Regions from separate parts of the Hordeum vulgare genome. Here region 2 is linked to region 1. A link is a contact called in public Hi-C data. All regions are on one chromosome and are shown on one strand. The core of a region is the stretch at or near the end of the contact, and the rest is flanking DNA. Distances in the headings are between cores, read along the strand shown.

The links. A called contact is a pair of places that touch in the nucleus more often than the background predicts.
Region 2: a Hi-C map of seedling shows a contact between it and region 1, with 2.0 times the contacts expected there. The contact joins the promoter of LOC123448839 here to the enhancer-like site in region 1. A contact is called at or near these places in 1 of 6 Hi-C or Micro-C datasets (seedling) and 1 of 1 datasets of contacts at active chromatin or transcription factors (embryo).

The regions. Positions count from the first base shown.
Region 1 is chr4H:431,983,950-431,987,890 of MorexV3_pseudomolecules_assembly, reverse strand. No RefSeq gene overlaps it. Among protein-coding and RNA genes, the nearest start is that of LOC123446565, 9.1 kb to the left of the region's middle. Within about 2 kb of position 1,755, at least 1 of the 3 cell types and tissues checked has open chromatin away from gene starts, as enhancers often do. A contact at or near this core is called in seedling, where this site is marked.
Region 2 is chr4H:432,205,052-432,208,826 of MorexV3_pseudomolecules_assembly, reverse strand. It overlaps LOC123448839 (acetate--CoA ligase CCL3-like), which reads right to left and starts at 2,143. Exons shown (of 3, transcript XM_045125861.1): 1 at 1,795-2,143; 2 at 284-874. The coding sequence starts at 2,046.

The sequences.
Region 1 (3,941 bases), core at 506-3,005:
GTGGAGATCGTCATCTCCTCTAGCGACGAGGAGCACCAGCCGATGTAGTAGCAGCACACTGGTGGTGCAGGCCCAGGTGTATGCCACCACATACGAGGAGCATGAGAATCAGATTGAGCTAATGCTCCGTCGCTCCGTCCTCCACCTGAACGACTTGGTGGTGCCACTCGGGACACTCCTTCCCGTGAAGCCAGAGTTGTCATTCCCTCCTCGTGCTCCGCCGCGCAACCGCAACGTCCAAATCGGACACCGCGTGAAGGAGGATACCCTCTTGCTTCCGCACCGAAGCGTGAAGGAGGAGCGGATGTCTCCACCTCCCTGATGCGTCAAGGAGGAGCGCCACTCGATGTCACCCCTACCCAATGTGATCGCAGTGAAGGTGCGCGGGCGCATTCTCCATTATCTTGGTTGGGGCGACGACAACTATTCGTCACCCCAGAGCGCCATGACGACGCATGAGTATGCCGACAGGGAGCAACGACAGCGGGACATGCGCAATGCGGCGCACTGATCCAAGTTTGCGGACTCCAATCATCCCGCATTCACACATCGCGACGAACCCGGACCTCGCATGGCCCTTGACCCTTCCATGACGATGCCAGAGACGACCAAACATCGTCTCCTCCGTTTCGATGTGGAGATGGGCATGTACAGCGAGGCGTGGTCTTTGAGCAAGATCGTCGCCGCCAACAGTTCCTCCTCCAAGGGCCGCCACCCTCTACCCCAACCCACGTCCTCGGTGGCCACGGCCGCACCACACACGGTGCAAGAGGAAGCGGAGAGGATCATCTGGAGCATCTGGACGTGAATTTGGTGCTCTCAGATATGCGCACGCGCCAAATAATTTAGTAATTCAAAAAACAAATCTTACTTGGAATCATATAAGATCAATCATTGTATTTGGGCAAAAAGTTTGGCCAAGAAATAATTGACATAGACTACAGGGGCCAAAAAACAAATCTTTGACAACAATCAATAATGCTTGTATATAGCGCTTTTTTGCGAATCTTTAACCCAAGATTTTTTCTAATTGCTAAATCATTTTTGTATATAGGGTGCGCTTGTATATGAGAGCATGATGTATTTCTTCATATGCATGTTAGTACTTATTCAGTATGACTAGCATTATACTCCCTCCGTTTCGAGATTTCATATGGACAGTAGACGAATATATATAAACATATTTTAAAGTATAGATTCACTTATTTTGTTTTATATGTAGCCTGCAGTGAAATCTTTTTAAAGACTTGTATTTAAAAACGAAGGTAGTAGTAGATTAGTAGTACTACTAGGGTTTAAATCCTGATCCATTTATTATTTCTAGATTTATTTTAGGATTTCTGATGATATGCTTTGAGTAGGAGGAGACGTTTTCGACGATGACGAAAAGTTTACGATGACTTCGTAAGTCTCAAGATGATTCAGTGGCTCAGTCTTTTAAAAGTGTTTGTAGAGATAAAATGCGTGTATATGCATTTATAGAGGTAAGTGTGTGATATAAACGTTTGAGTTTGTACTATGTTAAAAAGAAAACTACCCACGACCATCCCCAATCAAAGAAGAAAGGTCAAATCAAAATTTGGCACGAGCATGCCCTAAAAAAATGTTGGCACCAGCATGAGTTTTGTTTCTTCCGGGGTCTAGCTGCATGCTCAACAGCTCAAGTGAGGCCAAGGAGCGACAGAATGGGGTGCGACTTGAGCGTGGCCAACTTGCTGCCGTAGCGACGGTGGTCGATAGGAATTCATGGTGGCTTCGGTTTGGTCGGAGAGGGATGTGCACCAACCAGGTTAATAAGCACGAAGCTTCGATCTGCAGGAGACATGCTGAATTGCTGATAAATCTAGTCCAAGTAATAACTCGTCATCTCCTTGGACCAGCCGGCACTTGTATTCTTGTAATCTAATCCAGTTCGACCAACCGGCGTCCGGGTTGGTCGGAACCGACTCTCCCGCTGTTTGAAAAGGACACTTCGCTTCTTGCTCAAGCGATTCTGTTGCTCTGCACGCATTAGTTCAAGTGTCATGCACACATATTCTAGATGTACTGTACTATATATGGTCTTGCAAACATACGATACGACCAGAAGGAAAGAAAATCTAAAGAAAGATCTGCTTGCATTAGAGCATTTACAGTCAAATGATACATCATAAATCCGCACACGTATTCGGTGAGTGACTGGAAAAAAAAGGAAATAAATGATCCAATCAGATCTCTCATATCATGTCCAGGCTATTCATGAACCATCGTATCCATCTTAAATATGAAGAGCATATGAGTGCTCGCGGACGCGCTCCGACACCCGATCAGTCTGTCACACAAGACACAACTCCATCCCGGATCATTTTTATTTTTTCTTTATTCATTCATTCTTTCTTCCTCTTCCTCTACATCAATCACGTGTAGGTGGTCGAACATATGAAGACAAAAAATGAAGAATGTGCTTACGCGGACGGACAATACGGAACACGTTCGGTCACTGATCAGACATGTCCACGGACGTATTGAGGGCTGAATTTGTAAGTTTCGACTATAGATACTTTAGTTATGTCATCGTACTGGTTTCCTTGGTTAGTTGTAACCTTGCAACAAAACATGTGGTTAGTGTTTAGGTGATTGCTTGTCAGTAGCAGTATTCCCTTTGTAATATATGGCGTAATGCATGTGGAATGACACTTATTTTGATTAAGCACTGTACGTCTCTACGTGTGACGTTAGTTTGACCAAATGAACTAAACTTGATAGTCCATACGTATACAGAGTTGTGGACTGCCAAATGCACCTGCCAAACTCAGCATCCATACATGATTTTCTTTGACTGGGCACAAGAAAAATATATACATGTTCATCTCGTAAGCGTCATATCATGAAGAAAGGTTTTGTTCGGTGGACCACCGCCGACACTCCGATCGGAACAATCACCGACGCTCGAGGTGTTCCAGAGTAACAACAGTAAACAGTATTTTAAGCCAATCTAGCACGGCGGGGCATATTCGTAGGCAACATTTTTTTATACTCTCTCTCTTAAAATAAACGTCTCAACTTTATACTAAAACTAGTATAAAGTTATATTAAACTTAAGATATTTATTTTAGGATGAAGGGAGTACTATACATGCATAAATGCTCATACACATACGCACATTTAGTTTTATAAAATGACACACGCATTATTTTTATGAAAACCTTCGAGACTAAGCTGTTATATTATTTCGATATTAACAAAATTACCATACACATCTTCATAGTCAACATGAATGTCTACTTCCATGAAACTCACATTGTCGAAAGGCATTAAAAAAATCAAAAAAATGCAAACATCAGTATCAAATCTAAAATTTCAACTTTGATGGGCTAGGAATATCACTGTCCTACTAACCAACCAACCACAGTTAATTCACGATAGCATGGTCAAAAATATGCTGGCCTCTGAATTGAATTGTAACTTTGTGTGTATTACAGATGCTTTTTGTGTATGTATTTGTGTATCGAAATACATTAATATTAGGACCCGAATATGTGGGAACATCAGCTCGGTAAAGGGACCTTGAACAAACGAATAGTTAACAACATTTCTTATACGCGCCGGTTTTTAGTAGACTTAACCAAGCTTTATTCATCAAAATCCACAGAATATGGGATACATGTTGGGTCATGCGGGTGGCCAAACCACACATGACGCCCGAAACCTAGCGACAAAGAATGCTTGGCTAACTTATGAGCTTCTAAGTTTACATTGCGATTTTCAAAAGTAAGATACACTGAAGTAAGGTAGTAGAAGCTAAAATTTCACCGATGGTTGCTCCATTCCCTCCTCTTGTTCCCTTGTTTATATCTACGACTACTTATTTAGCATCAGATGCTATGATCACTTTATGCATGTGAAGATCCTCCGCCAACGCAAATGCCTATCGGCAAGCGATCGTCTCCAAGATCGATAGG
Region 2 (3,775 bases), core at 894-3,393, 220 kb before region 1:
AATGTACTCCAGTCTTGCTACCTATTCCTCCCAGCAGGTGGATTTTTTGGGGGTGTTTGACTGTATGCAATTTTTTATCTATGCAACTAGGCAGTTCTACCATAACTTGCATTTAATAATTGGCAATGGCGAGTAAGTACTGCATTCGAAGAACATAACCTCTATGATTAGTTTAGCCAGCATTAACATAGCATTTGTCTTTATCATCAAAACTAGCTCAATTTGCAGATATTACAAAGCTAATTTAAGCAGCCGCCAATGATAGGACAGATCTTCAACATACCTGGCGAAGACATATGCTGGTTCCGCAGAAGGCAGCCAACGCCCAAGTGTAACACCAACCATTACAATGGAACATAGGCAAAGTCCACAAGTAAACAGCCCCTTCAGGCATTCCCCACACCATAGCAACACTGAGTGCCATGAGGTAGGCGCCACGGTGGTGCAACACGACACCTTTTGGGCTTGAAGTAGTCCCAGAAGTATAACCTAAGGCAATGCTCTGCCATTCATCCTTCGGTGGCTTCCAGTTGAATTCTGGGTCACCGGTTTTCAGGAAATCCTCATACTCAATGGCCCCTTGTCCTAGAGCGTATTGTAGAGACTTAGGTTCACAGGTTGGATCGGCGATAACAATTAGGACTGGAGGCCGAAAATTCTGTTTCTTCTTCTCTGATACTATCTTCAGGGATTCTTCGGCTAGGGTGAAGAATTCTTGGTCCACCATCACAACTTCTGCCACGGAATGATCAAGAAGGAATGCGATCGTCTCAGCATTTAACCGGATGTTTATGCAGTTCACGACAGCTCCAGACATTGGAACACCAAAATGAGCTTCGTACACTGCGGGAACATTTGGAGCTACCACAGCAACCTAGTCAAGCAAGTAGAAAAACAAATAAGTACTGTCTAATACAAAAGTCTTAAAAGGCCACTGCAATATGCAACGAAGCTATGAACCATATAAAATCACAGCAGTTAAAAAATAGTCACAGGTATTGGTACAAATTATGACTTGGCAAACAAAAAATAAACCATCATTCCACATTCTTCTTTGGCGCTTACAGGAAAGATACGCCAGTATAATATCTTGGACAGAGACGAACAAGAAAAGAAAGAGATAAGCTTATCCCATTTGACCAGAAACAGTGACGGTTCCGTGTTTTCTTTGATGAGCAACGCTACTGAACTAGCGTGTGGTTAGGAGCACCCTTTTTTGGCAACATATACATATTAGGAGCATCCTTATAGAGGCTTGATCACATGTTTCCATCAAATTGGAAACAGTGACAGTGCTGTCTTATGCTTGTTCTTCTCATTTCGTTTGTTTTTTCAAACTATGGAGATCCCATGTTTCCATCCTACTGGAAATGAAAGGTAAACTTCTTGCAGTTCTGATGCCCCGCAAAACTAGAATAAAAGTTTACATTATTAAGTGGATCGTATCTCCCAATATATAGAAGAAGAAGAAAAAACAGTAGCATGCCTCCAACTATAAATATGGCAAGAAATTCAGTTCATAATGGTTCTTCTTCCCTTTAAGAGCCCCACAAATTACTAGTCCCTCGGACCCATATTAAGTGTTGCTGACTTAGTACAAAGTTGTACCAAATCAGCGGTAATTAGTATTGATCGAAGGGAGTAACTGAATGGAGGTCATACAACACAGAATCTACACCGACTCACAATCAGCTCTCTCGTGCTCGCTTGTTTGCCTCTCTAGACCAGAAAGGGGACAAAACATGGAGCTCTCTAGGAAGGAATTAGGAAGCAGGGGAGAGATTAGAGATTTACAGTGCTGCCGTGGCCGACAGATCGGCGCGCCAGTGCAGAGGCGAGGCGGCGGCACCGGCGGTAGGTCTCGGCCCAGGTGTACCGGACCGGGCCGTGCACGACGGACGCCCTGTCCGGCTGGGCCAGGGCGGCCCGCTCGAGGAACCAGAGCGGCGTCAGCGCCGTGTAGTTGGCGTCGTTCCGCGGGAGATCGTCGATGTCCGGCCCCGGCGCCCCGGATCCGAACCCATGCCCCGGCCCCTCTGAGCCCATCCTCTCCGCTCTCTCTCTCTCTCCTCTGCTAGGGAGACGACGAAGGCGACGAAACGGGAGTGTATCGAAAGCGTGAGACGAGAGTGTAGGTAGGTGTGACTGTGAGTTACGGCACGAGACGCCCAGTGCCATTTATAGTTCGCAGAGGTGTCCAGGTGGGTACGATCTGCGAATGGCCTGTACGCCGCGACGCCCGTCCGATCAAAGGGCGGACGCTGAGGATCGGACGAGTGTGGTAGGCGAGAGACTTTAATTTGGATTTCGCCACCTTCATGGAATGGGCTAAAGGCAGTCACTGAACACGGGGCCTGAGACTCTGCCCTGCTCGCAGTGGCCACGGCCCACGGGCCGTGCTTCCAAATAAGACCCGTCGGTCAGTAGCGTAGGTCTTTTTTGCGGCAAATCCTAAGGAGCAGCTAGTTATGGAGCTCTCCTTCCGAAACCTCCTAATAATCACTTCCACATAAGTTACTTAGCATATTCTTAGCCATTCTCAGGTGTCGCACTTTGAGCTTTTTTTCAGATTTCTTATTTCTATTTTTTTCACACGTGTTTTTGGTTTTTTAAATTGGTTTGTCTGAAATTCAAAAAAACTTGCGTGGAAAAATATATTTTTTGTGAGAAGCATGGTTTTGTTTTCTTAAGAGACACGATTTTTCAAAAAACACACATTTTTCTTTTTTACGAGAGACATGATTTTGCTTCCGTGAGAGACACAATTTTATTTTCGCGAAAGGCACGAACAAAAAACACATTTTCTGTTTTTTTAAGAGGCACGATTTTTCTTTCGCGAGTGGCATGGTTGTGCCTCTCGAAAACGAAAAAACGAGTTTTCTTCTTTTGCGTGTAAGGGGCCCAATTTTGCTTTCACGAGACATGCGGTTTTGCCTTGCGAGAGGCACATCTGTGTCTTTCAGAAACGAAAAACGTGTTTTTCTAGCCCAAGAGACACCGTTTTTTTGTCTGGATTTTTCGTAAAAAAGAGGTCATCAAAATCTATCAACATGGGGTTCTAATTTTTGAAGATGTTGACGCGACGAACCCAACGATGAAAACGGTTCGAGATTTGTACGTACGGCTTAAAAGATAAAACGTTTTGATAATACGCATCTACGAAAAAAGAAAAAAATTATTAAGCTGTTGTCGTAACCAAAGAAGATGGGAGTGATCTTTAGAAAGAAACTCCTTAATTAATAATTTCATAAATTCATATTTAATGCATCATGCGTTAAATTGTCAGAGTGTCCCATACGCGATCAACCAAGACGGGTCGGCCCATTAGAAGCTCCATCGATCCCGACTTTGAGGGGAGCTCCTAAGAAAATCCTATTTACCGCTCTCTGCGAGAGGCTTCGCACAGAGCGGGCACGATATTTGGGTTGGCCCAGGTAGCGAGGGTGCCGTGCCTGGTTTTGGTAACCTTCTAGAGGTTCCAACCTTTTTTCGGTTTTGAGAAACTTTTAGAAGGTTTCCTAAACCGTTTTTTTTCTATTTCTGTTTTTGTTTCTTTTTTTGGTTCAAAATTATTTTGGATTTTGAAAAAATATTTTGAAATTTAAAAGAGCGTTCAAAAATTTCAAAAATGTTCCGGAATTTCAAGAAATTTTCTGGAAATTGAAAAAAGTTCCAGAATCTAAAAAAATGTTCCGGAATTAAAAAAATGTTCCAGAATTGAAAAAAGTTCCGGAATTGAAAAAATGTTCCACAATTTGAAAAAAATTTGAAATTT